Regions from separate parts of the Mus musculus genome. Here region 2 is linked to region 1. A link is a contact called in public HiChIP or PLAC-seq data. All regions are on one chromosome and are shown on one strand. Each heading gives the region's core, a stretch centred on a gene start, on an enhancer-like site or on the middle of the called end of the contact. The rest is flanking DNA. Distances are from core to core; before and after follow the strand shown.

Region 1 (4,803 bases), core at 451-2,950:
CTCCGAGGTTTACAAGTCTGGCTTCTGATTCTGCTGCCCTGCAAAAATAATTGTGCTCGTATAACTGCACCGGTGTCTCTAACGCCTCGATTCGCTCTCAGGCCCCTCAGAGGCCTGCGGGAATCACTAAAAGGTAAACACGTCTCCTTTAGCACCGAACTTACCACCAGAAAGCGGCTGAGGCACTGGGGAAGCCTACCTCACATCGGACGCCACCCCACCAGGAGGTGGTCATCAGTCAGAGCGGTTTGTAGGCTTTTTGATTTCTAAAAATGAAAATTGATCTGCATTATATCTCAATAGACTCAGATAATTCTCACCAAAAATTTTTGTCCTGTGTTTAAATAGCACTGGAATAATTCAACTTCATTTAAATATATTCATTCTACCATGAAAATATTTCATACAAACAGCTATTTACATACAAACACATTAAAATTTGTGGAAAGGGCTCCACCCCTGCGGCTTTATGGCTTGAAATAGTTTCATTGCTTTGAATATGTATGCACATGTTTGGCAAAATAAAACTTACAAAATTGAGTCTTTTTGAAAACAAAAATCACCACCCCTCCCCTCCCCTCCCCAACCCCGGCAAAACCAAACCAAAACCAAAAACAACCCTCCAAAACTAAAACCCAAAAAACACTGACACCAAAGCTTAAAATTTTAGAAGGGAAAGCAATCCAAGCCCCGCTGCCCCGCTGCAGCAATGCAAGCCTCAGGGCGGGAATCTATCAAGGTACCTCCCTGTACCTGGAAATTGAAGATATTTGTGAACCTTTGATCTGCAGCAAAGAAACATTGCGACTCTCCATCTTGCAACATAGTTTTGCTTGTTTGTCTAAAATAAAAGATGTCTGGATTCTAAATCTCTACTTTGAAGACAGAATTTGAGGTGGCTGTTTGAGAATAACCAAAGCCTAGAACTCTTGACCTTCTTGGAAAATGTAGAAGTGCATTTTTGCAGTGAGAAATTTAGATTTTTTTTCTTAAACCAATTAAGTAAAATTAATAAAAGTGTCACATACTGTCTCACGAAGACAACCTTTTATTTCAGTGTTCACAATTGACCCTTCCACTCCCAGTACTAGGGACGTAAGCCAGGGCCTCTAGCTGCTAGGCAGATGTTGGACTTTGAGCTGTATTTGCTGCTCAACGCAACTTTAATTGTCACAATTAAATGTTGTAAATGATTACATGGCCTTGTTGGTGTGTGGGTGTGTGTGTGTGTGTGAGGGTTGGTGATAAGGAAACAGTTTTTCAAGACTGATGAACCCCAAAGGGGAATGAGGCTGAACTCTAGTCCCAGTCAGGTTCAAAGAGGCCTTGACAAAAAAAAAAAAAAGGTTTCCTTTTTAGTTGCTGGAGAGGTCAGGGATTGAGAGGATTAAAATAAGAATCTGTACTAAGAAACTCAAGTCTTCCGCCTGTTACTCTGTAACCTTATCATTCTTTTGTGTCCTAATTTCAGTTCTTTCTTTTGCTTCTGTTAGTTCCAGCGTATGCCCCAGTTAGGGGGGACGTGCTCCATGGATTAGTTCCTAGTCCTAACTCCTAACTCTAACACAAGGCAATAATAGTTCAGCATAGGAAAGATGCTAAAGATGGGTCAAGTCATGCAGGGTTGGACTGAGACAGCTCTGAATGAGGCCTCTCGAGACCCGTGCTGACGTCAGGCAGGTAAGCCCACAAGCGCCAGCTGTCAGGAAGACAGCGCACAGTTCTTTTTCTTCTCTACCACACAGAATCTCAATCATGGCTGTTTGTGATTATGATCCTGAGAGAAGACCAGACTTGCCCGCTTCCTATGTCCTTCTACAGTAGAAGGCACATTCGGAGGCTTTTCTGTTTTGGTTCAAGCAAGGAGCAAACCCCAACCTCCCTCAGCAGCTAATTCTCTATGCAGCGCCTATGCTGTCTGCTTCTCTTCTCCACAGTGAGGTTCTGGCCTCTTTAACAGTTGCAACCTATGACTAAGCAAGTTACCTATGCTTGGTAACTTGGAGAGAGGAAGAGAGAAGGGGAGGGGGAAGGGGAGGGAGGGGGAAGGGAAAGCAAGGGAAGGGGGAGGGGAGGGAGAGGGAGAAGAAGAGGGAGGAAGAGGGAGTAAAAGGAAGAGGGAGGGAAAGGAAGAGGGAGGGAGAGGGATAGAGAAGGCGGAGGCAGGGGCAGTGACTGGAATGGGTCACAGTCAGGGAAAGGCACAGAGTCCAGCAAGAGAGAAGAGGAACTTAAGACATAAGGAAAGAGGTGGAGCAATCGGCTGGGCTGCCATTCTGCACACACACACCCAGGCTTCTCACACAGCAGAAGAAAAGGAGCTGAAAGGCACCAGGAACCCAGGGCGAGGGGAGACAGGGAGGCTCGGCTCTGAGGGTCTGCTTCCTGTGTCTAAGGGTCACCGACACATTGCTGCTGGGTTTGAAGTCCAGTGTGTCTTCCTCCACTGTGGGATGGGAAAAGTAGATCGGTTTCCCAGCCACATGTGTGTGTGTGTGTGTGTGTGTGGAGGGGCGGGTGCGTGCCATGCTGGGTGTGGTCAGAGGCTAGCCTTCAGGAGTTGTTTCTCTCCTACTATATATGTCCTAAGGCTTAACTCAGGCCATCGGCTTGCCAACAGCACCTTTACCTGCTAAACGTTTTTTGCTGGCCCTTAAGCCCCCCCAAATTGTTTTTGAGTCCCATTTGGATGAGATTGCTAGAGTAGCCCTTTAGGATAGAGGTTGAGCCCCTACAGCAACTGAGGCTAAGGTTCCATCCCCAGGTGTGAAATCCTGTGAGCCTGGGCGATTGGAGGTGGAACCTGTTCTCTCGTCCTCCGTCCTCCTTCTCATCTGGTCACTGAAGTTCAGCCATTGTTCTCCCCAAAGCAGCCAACTCTCTTTGGGCACATTTACAGAAAAGCTCCTCTCAGAATCTGAACCCACAGACTCAGCCTCCTGTCAGAGTTTACTGAATGGTGTCTTTCTACAGAATAGAAGCCATCCTATCCTGCTGACTTGCAGTCTGAAAACTATTCAGTCCTCTTTGCAGGAGGCTCCTCGAAAGTCCAGAGGACGTTTCTCCCGAGGGAACTCGCTCCTTAAGCTTTCAAACAGGGATGTGACTAGCACTCCCGGGCAGCATCGTCACCTGGGTGCAGAGCCTGACGGTAGGTATGTCAGGAAGCTTGTGAAAGAGCCCAGGGGTGGCTATCACAACTGAGGGCTGAGTTCTCCACCTGGGGCTCTTGATGGAAAAGCTGTGTCGCAGCCCCAGATAAAGCACTCCTGAAAGTTGTGAAGACCAAGATGCAACTGACCACAGAATATCAAACCGCTCTCTACCTGTCTCCTCTCTCCATTTCCACCTACTCCCAAGCATCTCTCCCCTTTCCCAGAGCCCTTTATTGCAGCTTGGAAAGCTTTAGCTTTTAAGCCTAAACCGACACAGGCCACAGGTAGCACTGTGGACAGCTACCGGCTTCAGCAACTGTTGTTCCCAGGCCTTCTCGGTGATGGACACCTTGGGGGAGGGGAGTGTTCCCCAAACTCGGCATTCATTCAGAGCGACCCAGTTACATTACAGATCTAATGTGCTAAAGTAAAATAATGGGGTTTTCTCTGTACTTCTGCAATTGTGATTACATATGGCTTGAGGAGGCTGAGACGCTAGCGGGATTAACCGCGCAGGTGTGAACTCTTGGAAGCAGCTAAATGCTTTGAAATCCGCTGTGACGAGAAGCCTTAGCTAGAGATCTGATTTGTACCTATCGATATCAGCATGTCTGCCTTCGTGACACTGATTTCAAAGAGAATTTTGCATTCTGCCTTAGAATGCACACTGGCTATTGTGTTTGAATTCAATGAGCTGTGTGTGTCACAAGCCAGACTGTACTAGGTTATGTACAATTAATGTGTACCCAAGAAGAAGAAAAAATTAGCAACACTACTGGAGATACTGCAAAGTTGCCATAACAACTGCTTAGATATAACTTCCCTCTCTTCTTCCTGAAAGTGTATCTTAAAACCCTTCCATAACTTGATGCAAACAAGGTAAATCCATTTCTTCTCACATCTGAAAGCAAAGATATCCTTGTTTACATGCGAGAATAGTAAGTCTATAAATAACAGTCTGGCCCTAGGAGCCAGGACTTTATATCAGGACGTAAGAGTGAAATGGCAGAGAAAGGACCAGAGAGACCTGTACGCTGCTACAAATGCAAAATCCAAGTGGAAGCTTTCTCTTGTAAAGTATAGCTAGTATAGTGAAGCTAAAGAAATTACTCAAAACACTGGGCTTCGGGTCACTAGGAGAGGAACAACAAAAACAAAGCCATTCTACTGCAAGAGATACAGATCAAAGGTTAAAAGGCAAATGACCCTACGTGTATATAAAGATGTAATTGCTTCCTGCCCTGCGGTTGGCAACATGCAAGGGTGACAACACCATTTGCACTGGCCATAGAGAAAACATCATGGAAAAAAAAATAAAAAGAAGAAGAAGAGACTGAAGAACCCCGTTTCCCCTTTTCAGCCTCATCATTTGGTATCTCTGAACACGGTCCAGATTTAGACTTTCACCATCAAAGAACATCATGCTGTCTACAGTTCGACAGTACCTCTCAGTAGGGCGTTGTGGCAAGGCTAGCTAATTTTAAATCTGGTACGAGTAATACAGTCAAACCTAGTTAGTATGCGAGAGAGAGAGAGAGGGGGGGGGGAGAGAGAGAGAGAGAGAGAGAGAGAGAGAGAGAGAGAGTCGTTGCTAACGCAGGGTGAGAGGATGTGATGTCATGGCATGAATAGTCCCTGGTTGTCCCGT
Region 2 (4,750 bases), core at 1,242-3,741, 350 kb after region 1:
ATAAACAGTTTTGGCTCCTCTGAGTATAGTAATATCTGTCACCCTTCCCCACACCACACTACCAACAGATGGTGGAAGGACATTGTGTATCTGTGCAGGCTCTGTGCCAGTGGCTTTAGGGTCAACCCATTTCCAAGAACGTGGGCCATCCCGGAAAACATACACATTCACAGATGAGCTGACAAAGGTTGAGTGCATTTGTTTGAAAGAGATCTCCCCAAGAGGCAGAACAACACAGAAAGGAAAAGGAAAATTGTACCGCAACCTGGGAGGCCCTGGCCAATCACACACGTTCTCAGCATTTAGAGAAAAAAAAACCATTAACACAGGGAAGCATACAATACTTCTCACAATATCATGATATGCTGTGCACATAAACCAGAGTAAAACCCTGCATGGGGGGAATCCAGAGTCTGGCTGGTTCTCTGGATCTGTTTGGTTGGAAATTCTGGGTTTCTGGAAGAGACACCTGCTCAGAAAATTGAGAAGCCTTCATTGTGAAGTGCTTCAGGAAAAAAATGGAACCTCTCTCACTTCTACTATTCAGGAGCATCAAGGAACCCCACGGGAAGCCTTGGGGATGGAACCTCAGTCCAGGGGCAGCACGATCCACATTGAGGGTGTTGTGTCCTCTTACCCAATTTTGGAACACAGACACCAAGATCCAGCTGTGGGGTCCTTAATATATTTATCTTTGACTTTTCTAAAAAAAAATTATGAATGACTGAATTTCAGGGTCTGATTTTATCTTTTAGTTATGATTAAACTTGTAGTAAGTACCAACTGAACGCACCACAACTCCACGAGAATGGATCCCAATACATTAGGGGCATGGCAGACAAGGCCCTTGACATTCAGAAATGCTATGTCCCAAGATTCCCAAATCTCCAAGTTCCCAAGTACATAAAGTCCACACAGGCTCTTGGCTTTTTCACAATTGAATGAATAAATTACATTTCACCGCAGGTCCCAGGAGCCCTGGGTCCTCTTTTTATGTGAAATTTAAGGAGTTTTCATGAGCATTGATGAAACAATGAACCACTCATTAAGACCAAGACGATGATCCTGATGGTCACCAGGGCGGGCTGCATGATTCTTAAACCTCTTCACATAACTTTAAGCAGGATGCACAAGGATACATTTTTATCAGATAACTCAATTTGTCATTTAGTAAGTGACTTAAGATATTGCTGTTATACAGTATTCCCGTTGGTTGAAAATTGCTGGGCTTCATGCTGAGGATATTGTACCCTAATTTTTTACACTTATTTTTAGTAAGACAGGGTCTTACAATGGAGCCTTGGCTGGCCTAGAACTCAACATGTAGACCAGCCTGGCCTCAAACTCACAGAGCCACCTGCCTCCGAGTCCTGACGCATGAAATTAAAGGTGTGTAACCCTACATCTGGTCCTTTTTTTATTTTTTACGTTTTTGAGGTTGGATCTCATGTAGCCCAGGCTGGCTCCCAACTAGCTATGTACCCTGCCGTAGAGCCGTTGATCCTCTGACCTCAGGCTCCCAAGTAATTGGATTACAGGGTATATCACCATATTTGCTAGTGTTTCTCATTTGCCAACCTGACCAATAATAATAATAATAATAATAATAATAATAATAATAATAACAACAACAACAACCTCATAATAATCTGTGATGGCCGAGGATTGCTTCAGTAAGGACAGGTAACTCGGATTCCTCTCAAAGCCTCTTCTCCTGACTGCCTCACCAAACTTCAACAAAGCTTGCTGATAAATTCTGAGTTTTAGAACCTGTCATAAGGGTCCAAGGTGGACCCATCCATGCCTGAGTCAGATCTGCCGTTTCGCAGAAATGCCCAGAGCTTTTCTACAGGAAAGATGCTGTGCCCCAAGTCTGTCACGTGTGTGAGGAGCTGATGGCTGTGACCCTGGTGGCAGCAGCAGCAGCAGCAGCAGCAGGAGGAGGAGGAGGAGGAGGAGGAGGAGGAGGAGGAGGCAGAGACTACATGCATCCAGCGACTTCCATGCATGCAATAGCTTTCTTTCCTAGGCAAAGCTCCACAGGGATGAGCAGGTGCTGTCAAAATCGCAGTCAGAACCCCGAAGGGCTCATCTTTCCTGCACACACACACACACACACACACACACACACATTGTGTTTCCTTTTTAAACCGCAAGAAACAGTATCCTCAGGGGTCTTCTCCCAGTAGTTCTTACTAGGAGTCATGTATACATTTTCTCTTCAAACGCATCTGTAGACATGACCCTGTGTTATTTTCTGATTTTTCTAATGGGATTTTATTTATAGCTGTAAAGAAACAAAGGAGGGAGGTGAGGAAGGAGAAAGAATCACTCGGAAGGAAGTGAACAGATGAAAAGATTTGCTATGATCTGTGTCATTCCCAGCTGGAGATTCCTACCAGCGAGGACGGCCAATGTATAGCAAGCCGTGGCCAAGCCCTGGGTTCTCTGTTTGTTTTCTGGGAAGGACGAGGTGGGAGGAGAGACACTTCAGAGAGCTTCCCCTTCCAGGGCCCAGGGATATTTTTATTCCACTGTTTACTCAAAATGTCCTCTTTCTCAACAAGGAATTCTCACTTTTGTTTTTAGCCCCTCATGAGAGCCTCTCTTCCTCTCTGCAGCTCTGGAGTCTTGCACCAGCTTAGGAGATGCAAAAGGCCCAGAGCTTCCAGATGTGAGGAGATGATTTTGAAATAAAACCCCAGCATAAACTCATCTCCTTTAGGAATGCAAAAGTGTTGAAATAGGTCTATAGAATAAAAAAATCTCTGGTATCCCCTCAAAGAGGTCAGGAGCCCCATTTCCACCTGAGCTGTCACACAGGGAGCAAACCCTGGCAGCCAAGAGCCACCTCCCAATGAGGGCACATAGATTCTCATAGTCTCCCCTCGCCCACACATCTCTGCCAGCAAGCAAACAAACACCGTCTATTTCTAGACAGCACCTGACTCCTAGGTCTCCATTTCATTGAGCATTTTTTTTTCTCCAGATATGAAGGCTGAGGGCCTGGGCTTTCTTTACCAACAAGGGGACTTCTTTATGGTTATGTCTTTCCATGTGTGCATGTATGTGCATCTGTGTTCTGTCCTGTGCCTATGCATGCAGAGGTCAGAGGCTGACGCTGGTTGTTATTCTCTAACCCTCTCTACCTTATATAAGACTTCCACAGAATATTCTACTATACAGACTGGCCTGGGAAGTTTGGGGGACGGTGTCTTCCTGTCTCCTCCTGCTGGACCTTGGATTACTAAAGAACATAGCCAAGCGCCCAGATGCTCACATGAATGTTGGGGGCCACACGTGGGTTCTCAGGCTTACTCGGCAAGCCCTATAACCAGTAAGTCTTTAGACTTTTTCCACAGCAGGACACAAGGCAGGACAGGAGGACTTTTCTCTCCTGTGTGAATCCCCATGGGGAAGGTAAGATTCCTCTATGCACATGCCATAAAAGGCACATGCTGATAGATGGGCAAACATGGAGGCTGAAGTGACCAGCTGGACAGCGGGGCACGCCACCCCACCATTCAAACCTAGAAGCAGCAGCAGTCTGGAGCCTGCCAGCTTAGCTGTCCTGTGTGGGAGACGATGCTCGGGCTTCATCCCAGCTGAAATTCATTTTTCAAAAGAAATTAGACCGAGGCACTGTTGTTATAGCAACAGTCAGAGTCATTTAGGCACACAGTCTCTTTTCTACAACCTCCCTGACTTATGTGGGCAGCATTTCATTTATGCAAGGGGAGTGGCCAAGGCTGAGCTTGCACGGACCCTTTATCAGCCTTGAAGATGTGAAAGCCTGAGTCCTCTATGGCCAATCCAAAGCCCCAGGACAATACTAAGTGACCAGAAGGTGAGCAGGGAAGATATCAAAAAAAAAAAAAAAAACCAAAAAAAAACCCTCTGAATCCAGTCCTTCCATGCCCTGGGGTAGGAACTGAGTGTGTCAGCTCTCCATTTCCTGCCTTATCCAGGGATTGGCAGCTGACAGGGGAGTATCTGGTGAGCATCATAATGCACTCAGTGAACCTCGAAGTGACTTCATTATTTCAACTCTATAGGACTTTGGGGTGTAGACGTCCTAATATGACAGAGAGTCCACACCAGCCGCTGAAACCCATATTCAGTCTCAAAATGATCTCGTTCTGAGGAACATGTACACCTCTTAAGAAAGAATCCACATGTCAAAGGGCCTGCTAGAGAAAAGCCACAGGGGGTCGTCTACATCCATACAAGGGAATACAAGGATAACAACAAACTGAGCCTAGTGCTCATGGCCAATGTTACAGGACACCTGTATCTATACCATGTATGGATCCATATGTCAAAGTCCAGCTACCAGAAACTCAGTCTTTATGATAAAGTCCTTAGGGTGGGTCTGACTTCTTATAAGAAGCAGGAATTAGGCTCCAGGTCCCAGAGGGAAACCTGTGAGAACAGATGGCTGCCTTAGTCCACTAGTCCACTTGGTTGCGCTACTGCAACAAAATGTCAGAAACTGGATACTTTATAAAGAACATTTTATTTGTCATGGATCCTGGGAAGTCCATGATCAAGGCGCTGAAGAGTCATGGTCTGGTGAGCCCTGTTCTCTATAGAATGTTGTCAAGGCCCTGTTCCTATGGAATGACATCACCTGGGTATCCTGGTATGTCCGAAGTGCAAATGAGAAAGGGCCTAAATTAGACCCCTTCAGCCTTTCAGTCTAAGCCAGTCCCACTCCTGAGGGCTCAGTGACTTAATCAACTCCAGTCGG

The links. HiChIP or PLAC-seq counts read pairs in DNA pulled down with a chosen protein or histone mark.
Region 2: a contact with region 1 is called in an H3K27ac HiChIP or PLAC-seq map of microglia, with 7 times the contacts expected there. The contact joins two enhancer-like sites. A contact is called at or near these places in 1 of 484 Hi-C or Micro-C datasets (the G1E-ER4 cell line) and 1 of 115 datasets of contacts at active chromatin or transcription factors (microglia).

The regions. Positions count from the first base shown.
Region 1 is chr3:51,516,436-51,521,238 of GRCm38.p6, forward strand. Setd7 (SET domain containing (lysine methyltransferase) 7) reads right to left here. Exons shown (of 8, transcript NM_080793.5): 8 at 1-4,803. Among named protein-coding and RNA genes, the nearest start is that of Gm36008, 7.8 kb to the left of the region's middle. Within about 2 kb of position 1,701, at least 97 of the 459 cell types and tissues checked have an H3K27ac peak or open chromatin away from gene starts, as enhancers often do. A contact at or near this core is called in microglia, where this site is marked.
Region 2 is chr3:51,866,535-51,871,284 of GRCm38.p6, forward strand. The region is part of intron 1 of Maml3 (mastermind like transcriptional coactivator 3); the gene reads right to left. Among named protein-coding and RNA genes, the nearest start is that of Gm46803, 160 kb to the left of the region's middle. Within about 2 kb of position 2,492, at least 42 of the 459 cell types and tissues checked have an H3K27ac peak or open chromatin away from gene starts, as enhancers often do. A contact at or near this core is called in microglia, where this site is marked.